Linked DNA regions of Sus scrofa: region 2 is linked to region 1. The links are chromatin contacts, called in public promoter capture Hi-C maps. All regions are on one chromosome and are shown on one strand. Each heading gives the region's core, a stretch centred on a gene start, on an enhancer-like site or on the middle of the called end of the contact. The rest is flanking DNA. Distances are from core to core; before and after follow the strand shown.

The links. Promoter capture Hi-C pulls out the DNA fragments that hold promoters and counts their contacts.
Region 2: a promoter capture Hi-C map of liver shows a contact between it and region 1, with 2.6 times the contacts expected there. The contact joins the promoter of ZNF140 here to the promoter of ZNF10 in region 1. A contact is called at or near these places in 1 of 5 promoter capture datasets (liver), 6 of 47 Hi-C or Micro-C datasets (heart right ventricle, liver, skeletal muscle and 1 more) and 2 of 2 datasets of contacts at active chromatin or transcription factors (alveolar macrophages and skeletal muscle).

Annotation. Positions count from the first base shown.
Region 1 is chr14:22,501,286-22,504,054 of Sscrofa11.1, reverse strand. It overlaps ZNF10 (zinc finger protein 10), which reads left to right and starts at 1,409. Exons shown (of 5, transcript XM_021072890.1): 1 at 1,409-1,615. It overlaps ZNF891 (zinc finger protein 891), which reads right to left and starts at 1,317. Exons shown (of 2, transcript XM_021072903.1): 1 at 1,147-1,317.
Region 2 is chr14:22,541,404-22,544,172 of Sscrofa11.1, reverse strand. It overlaps ZNF140 (zinc finger protein 140), which reads left to right and starts at 1,388. Exons shown (of 4, transcript XM_021072894.1): 1 at 1,388-1,658; 2 at 1,998-2,052. The coding sequence starts at 1,407.

The DNA of each region.
Region 1 (2,769 bases), core at 160-2,659:
GGCCTCGCTCGGTAGGTTAAGGCTCTGGTGTTGCCATGATCTGTGGTATAGGTCACAGACACAGCTTGGATCTGGCATTGCTGTTGCTGTGGTGTAGGCCAGCAGCTGTAGCTCCAATTAGACCCCTTGCCTGGGAACCTCCATATGCTGTGGGTGCCGCCGCAAAAGGCAAAAAAAAAAAAAAAAAAGTAATAAACTAGTTAGACAAGCCGATCTACAGAATTTGAGATTACCAACAGGGCCTAATCAAAAAAAAAAAAAAAAAAAAAGAAAAAAAAGAAAAAAAAATTCAGCACATCTAATGGCCTATCAACAGAAATCTTTGCCTGATCTAGTTAGGAATGAGCTTTCCTAGTGCTGTGGGACAAAACCAGTCATGAAACGCTCCCAAACACTGACTGAATTAATGACCAAAAAGAGGTGCTCTGGACATAGAATGACAGTCTGTCATACTAACAAACAAAGGTCCTGCAGCCAGCATGCCATCAGCCACTGCAGCTGTCCACCCCCAAGGTGCACCCTGGGGGGATTCAGGATGGAGAAACACAGGACACTGGTCCTAGACAGTCAAGATGCAAATAAAAGGAATGATTTCAGTGAACCCAGACTCTTACATCTTACATAGAAAAGGGCTAAATATGTGAAATTTCAGATGTCAGCTTTTCCTTAATTAGTAGAAATCTTTTGATATTTTGACTACTGGGTCTTTGCTGCAAAAACCCCTATATATCCAGGCTCCTCCCTTACCTCTTCTGCCCCTGGGACCAATCTGAGATGCTGTACCCTGGGCTTACGTACTCATAAAGTTTGCGGAATAAAACACAATTCTCAACTTTTAGGTTATGCTTTTTTTTTTAGTTGACCAAGGTTAAGAAAGATTCAAGAAAAGTTCCTGGGCAAGGTAAAAAGTATCGCTGCTCCTCTTGCTCACAGAGTGAGGTCAAACCCCAGCTCCAGCCTCCTTCTTTCCGCGCTCCAGGCAAGGAAGCCAGCCTCCGCCAAGGCCACCCTCTCACCGCCCCCTTCAGGCAGGCGCCCCCCACCTTGGGGGACTCAAGCCCGACTACCGCGCGGGAGCCTAAGCTCTCCTCACCCCTCACCCTTCCACGTTTCCTCTACCTCCACGCGCCTAAGCTATGCGCTCACCTGTCCCCGGGGTACCTGTCTCTCGGGTCGGAACTACCGAGCCGCCGTGGGCAAGTAGGGAGAGCTCCCGGGGAAGGCGGAGGAACCAGGCCCGGATCGTGAGGAGGGGTACAGGCCGCGCACTCGCCGCTGGTGGGGAAAGAACCTGGACGACATCTCCCAGCAGCCCCTGCGCCGCCCGGAGAAGCGAGTCTGCGCCCTGCGTCAAGGCTTGCTCAGCTCGCGGGTCGTGATTGGCAGGGACGCGTGCGCGTGCGTGTGAGCGAGGGCCGGACGCGGCGTGGGACGCGGCGTGGGGAGGGCGTGGGCGCTAGGAGGCCGGGTGGGAGGGCGCAGCGGCCGCCGGTTCTGGACTGCGCGGGGCGTGGAGGCCTAGTCCGGAGCGCGCCGGCTGCGGCCCCTGCCATTGTGACGGCGTCGTCCCCGCCCCGGATCTCCCAGGTGCGGAGCCTCCGGGTGCTGATCGCAGGTACGCACGAAAGGGCCGGTTTCGTGCTCGCTTCTCCGAGACGTTGTACCCCTGTTTGTTAACCTCGTCGTTCTGGGCCGGCGGTCGTTTCACCGGCAAGTGGTTTTTTTTCTCTGACTTTCGCCCCCCCGGCCTGGGTGTACCCTGGTGCCCAGGAGTTCCCGCCGTCGCGTTAGTGGGACAGGACCCTAGTACTGGAATGTGCCGGGAGGTGGTGCGGAATTTGAACCGCTTGTTCTCAGCGATGCAGAATAACGTTCTCATATTCCGGTTTACCTTTTCTTTCCCAATTGGGACTAGATGTTTAAAAATTTGAGTATGCCCTTTCCAGCGGCTGCTGAACGTGATTATGCTCATTTTTGTTAGCGTAGGAACAGGGAATGTCTTATATTCCATCGTGGTCGTACTGGCTTTAAAAAGTACGTATATGTACTACCGGCTTTAACTGGCGGATGTTATAGAAGTTATATGCTGCAAACATTGAAGTAGGTCTACTTTAAATAAACTTGGTGGCCACAAGGGGCGGATCGTTTTCTATTTCTTCGTCTAGTCTAAAAATACTCATTTAAAAAAAATTTTCACTTAATGAAATTACTTTGACATTATTTTCCTCAAAATTTATCAGTTAGTGTTATCAATATTTCCAGTGTTTTAAGATTGAGTGGGTTTGTGTGTACTCTTTAAAAGAAACAAACTGCATCTCCAGCTCCTAGCTTCCTGATCTTCATTTGCTTGTTATTTATTTTTATATCAAGTAGATTAACTGGAGGTGTGTTTGTGTTTAACCCATTTTTGTTTTTCATAGACAGCTCATAATATGTTTTTATTTTCCCTTGACACTGGAGTAGTTAAACCAATCAACTTTGTACGTTAACATCTAGAATAAATGCCAGAAGAGAAGGTTGACATCAAAATTACATGGGTCCTATCGAAAGTATATGAAGAAGGTGAAGAATTTAAATTATACCTACACTGCACATACAGAATATATTGTTAAAGAAAAAAAAGGAAATAGAAGGGAAGATGGGTTATCATCCAATATGCTAGCTAAAAAGCCTCTTTCATGTTAGAGATGTTGGCAAGTTAACCACCTGGGAAATACACAACCCTTTCCTGCCCTTTTTTAAACCACCTCAACATTACACTAATTTTTC
Region 2 (2,769 bases), core at 139-2,638, 40 kb before region 1:
GGCTAGGGGTCCAATTGGAGCTATAGCTGCAGGCCTATGCCACAGCCACAGCAACATCAGATCCAAGCTGTGTCCTTGACCTATACCACAGCTCACAGCAACGCCAGATTCTTAACCCACTGAGCGAGGCCAGGGATTGAACCTGCAACCTCATGGTTCCTAGTCGGATTCATTTCCCCTGCGCCACAATGGAACTCCTACACTCTTCTTTTACTTATTTATTCTGTTTAGCTATATGTTTGGCCACGTCCACGCCATGTGGAAGCTTCCAGGTCAGGGATCAAACCCACATCACAGCAGCAACCTGAGCTGCTGCGATGACAGTGCCGGATCTTTAACCCACTGCATCACAAGATAACTCCCTACAATCTTCTTTTAAACTGTTTCTTTGCAAGCAGCTCTTTGCAGGAAACCAACCTCAGCAGGAGGCCCCTTTCCTGGTCACTTTAGCAAAGCTACATTGCAACTAACTTTTAAACCAGGAACCCCCCTGTTCAGCTCCAGCGCTAGCACACCTTTCAAATCTTTTGATCACATAATATCTTGTCTAAAGAATAAGCAGGAATTCCTGCTGTGGCACAATAGGATCTGTGGGGTCTTGGGAGCATCTTGTGAGCGCTGGGACGTAGGTTACATGCCTGGCACAGTGGCTTAGGTCGAAGCTGTGGCTGGGATCTGATTCTTGTCCCTGGGAACTCCAAATGCCTCGGGCGGCCTTTAAAAAAAAGAAAGAGAGAAAGAAAGAAGGAAGGAAGGAAGGAAAGAAGGAAAGAAGGAAGGAAGGAAAGAAAGAAAGAAGGAAGGAAAGAAAGAAAGAAGGAAAGAAAAGAAAGAAAGAAAGAAAGAGCAATTAACAGATGACTAAACAATGCTTCCCTAGCTTCCTCTTCAGTAATCTTGCAACAAACTTTGCGACCAAACTACATCACCGGGTTCACAAGCCAGCAACCTGACAACTCCCCCCGACCCATTAACTGAGATGACTTCATTTTAAAACTTTCATGGCCCAGCAGAATCCTGAGAGGTGGCTTTTGGGGACACTGAATCCATCATTTCTCCGAATTGCCGGCATTCTGAATAAAAGCACCTTTCCCTGACACCAACATTTGTCTCTCCCAAGCATTGATTTTTCGAGCTTCGAGAAGCCGTACCTGATTGGGTAACATCTTGACTCAGTCTCCCCTGACCCGCAGCTCCTAGAATCCAGGATACGGAAGGCAGTAGCCTTCAATGGCATTCCTGGCTCAGGTCCTTTCCTTCAGTTCACCGATACAGTCAGCCATTGCAGCTGTCAGGGATGGGGGGTCCTCAAGGGAGGTATTGGGGCTGCAGTCGGTTCTGGAAGTTGTAGTCTGAGTGGGGAGGACTGCTCTGTAGGAGGCTGCGGCCGCGGTGGGCCCTGGGAAATGCGCCTAACTGAAGCTCGTCCCCGCCCCCCCGCCCCGTGGGCGCGGCGCCTCCTGGGAGTTGTAGTGTGTGTGGGCGAGTTGCCCACGATGCGCGGAGACCGCGGTGGGTCTTGGGAAGCCGAGCCGCGGCAGGCCCTGGCTTGGTTCGCGTCCGTCTCTGAGGCTCCGGAAGGCGCAGTTTGCGGGGCGCCGGCGCGGAGTCACTGCTCGCAGAGCCAAGAGCTGAGCGCCTGGCCTGCGCGGGCCGAGGTAGGGGAAGGGCCCGCCCTGCCACGCCGATCCCCGCCGGGGCCGGGGGCGGGGGCTCCATCCCAAGCTGGGGAAGCGTGGGCCCGCATGGCCTGCAGCGAGGAGGAAACGCCCCGAGGTGCAGCCCCCTTAAAGGCGGTGGCGCGGCGGGCGCGGGTCAGGTCCGGGCTCGGGTCAGGTCCGGGCCCGGAGCCCCTCCGCAGCGGCGAGGGGGTTGTCCCGGGCCCGTGCAGCTGTGTGACAAGGGCGGGGAATGCGGAGCCGCGGCACCCTGGTCCGGGCCCGTTACCTGGCGCGGCCCTTCGGCCCCCGCATTCAGCATCTTTCTCTCCCTGCCAGCCCTGCCGTCCGCATTTTCTGCTTTCCGCGGGCCCTGCCGGGAGCCATGTCTTGGGTAAGCTGGTGTGCCTTTCTGGGGGAGAGAGGCTTGCTTTCTCCTAAAACATTCCTCCCCGACCCCGTGCTCCCCCCACCCTCGCCCCTTTCTCTCTCGTGTACATCCGGGGAGGGAAGAGGGTTCTGGTGGGGTGGGGGCAGGGGGCGCAGGCCCGGCGTGGGCAGGTTTCTGACCTGGCTGTCATGTTCCTCTTCCCCCCGGGTATTAGAAGGTCTCATTCCCTCTGCGTTAATTGGCATTATTTTTATTGTCTACTTCCCGTACCAGTGGTCTCAGTGTGTGAGCCCTGGTACAGCACTGTTAGTATCACCAAATAATTTCTTGGAAATGTATATCCAAGAGCCCCAACCCGGGCTTGTGGACCAGAAACTGGGTGTGCGGTCTGCACATTGACAGCCCCTTCTGGTGGTTTAATGCGCGACGTGTCCTAGGACTTGGGGATCTGCAGGGAGCAAAACAACATCTTTGAACTCACAGAGCTCATTTTTCAGGCATGACGTTTAGTTTCTTTAGCAAGGAACACTAATTATTGCTGTGGTTGAGGCTAAATGCCATGCTGGCAGTTGTGCTTCACAGAGGTGGGGAATAAGGCCAACTAGAGAGTTCAAGGTGTGGCTCAGCGGTAGCAACCTGACTAATATGCGTGAGGACTAGAGTTCAATCCCTGGCCTCTTTCAGTGGGTTAAGGATCCGGGTCTTGCTGTGGCTGTGGTG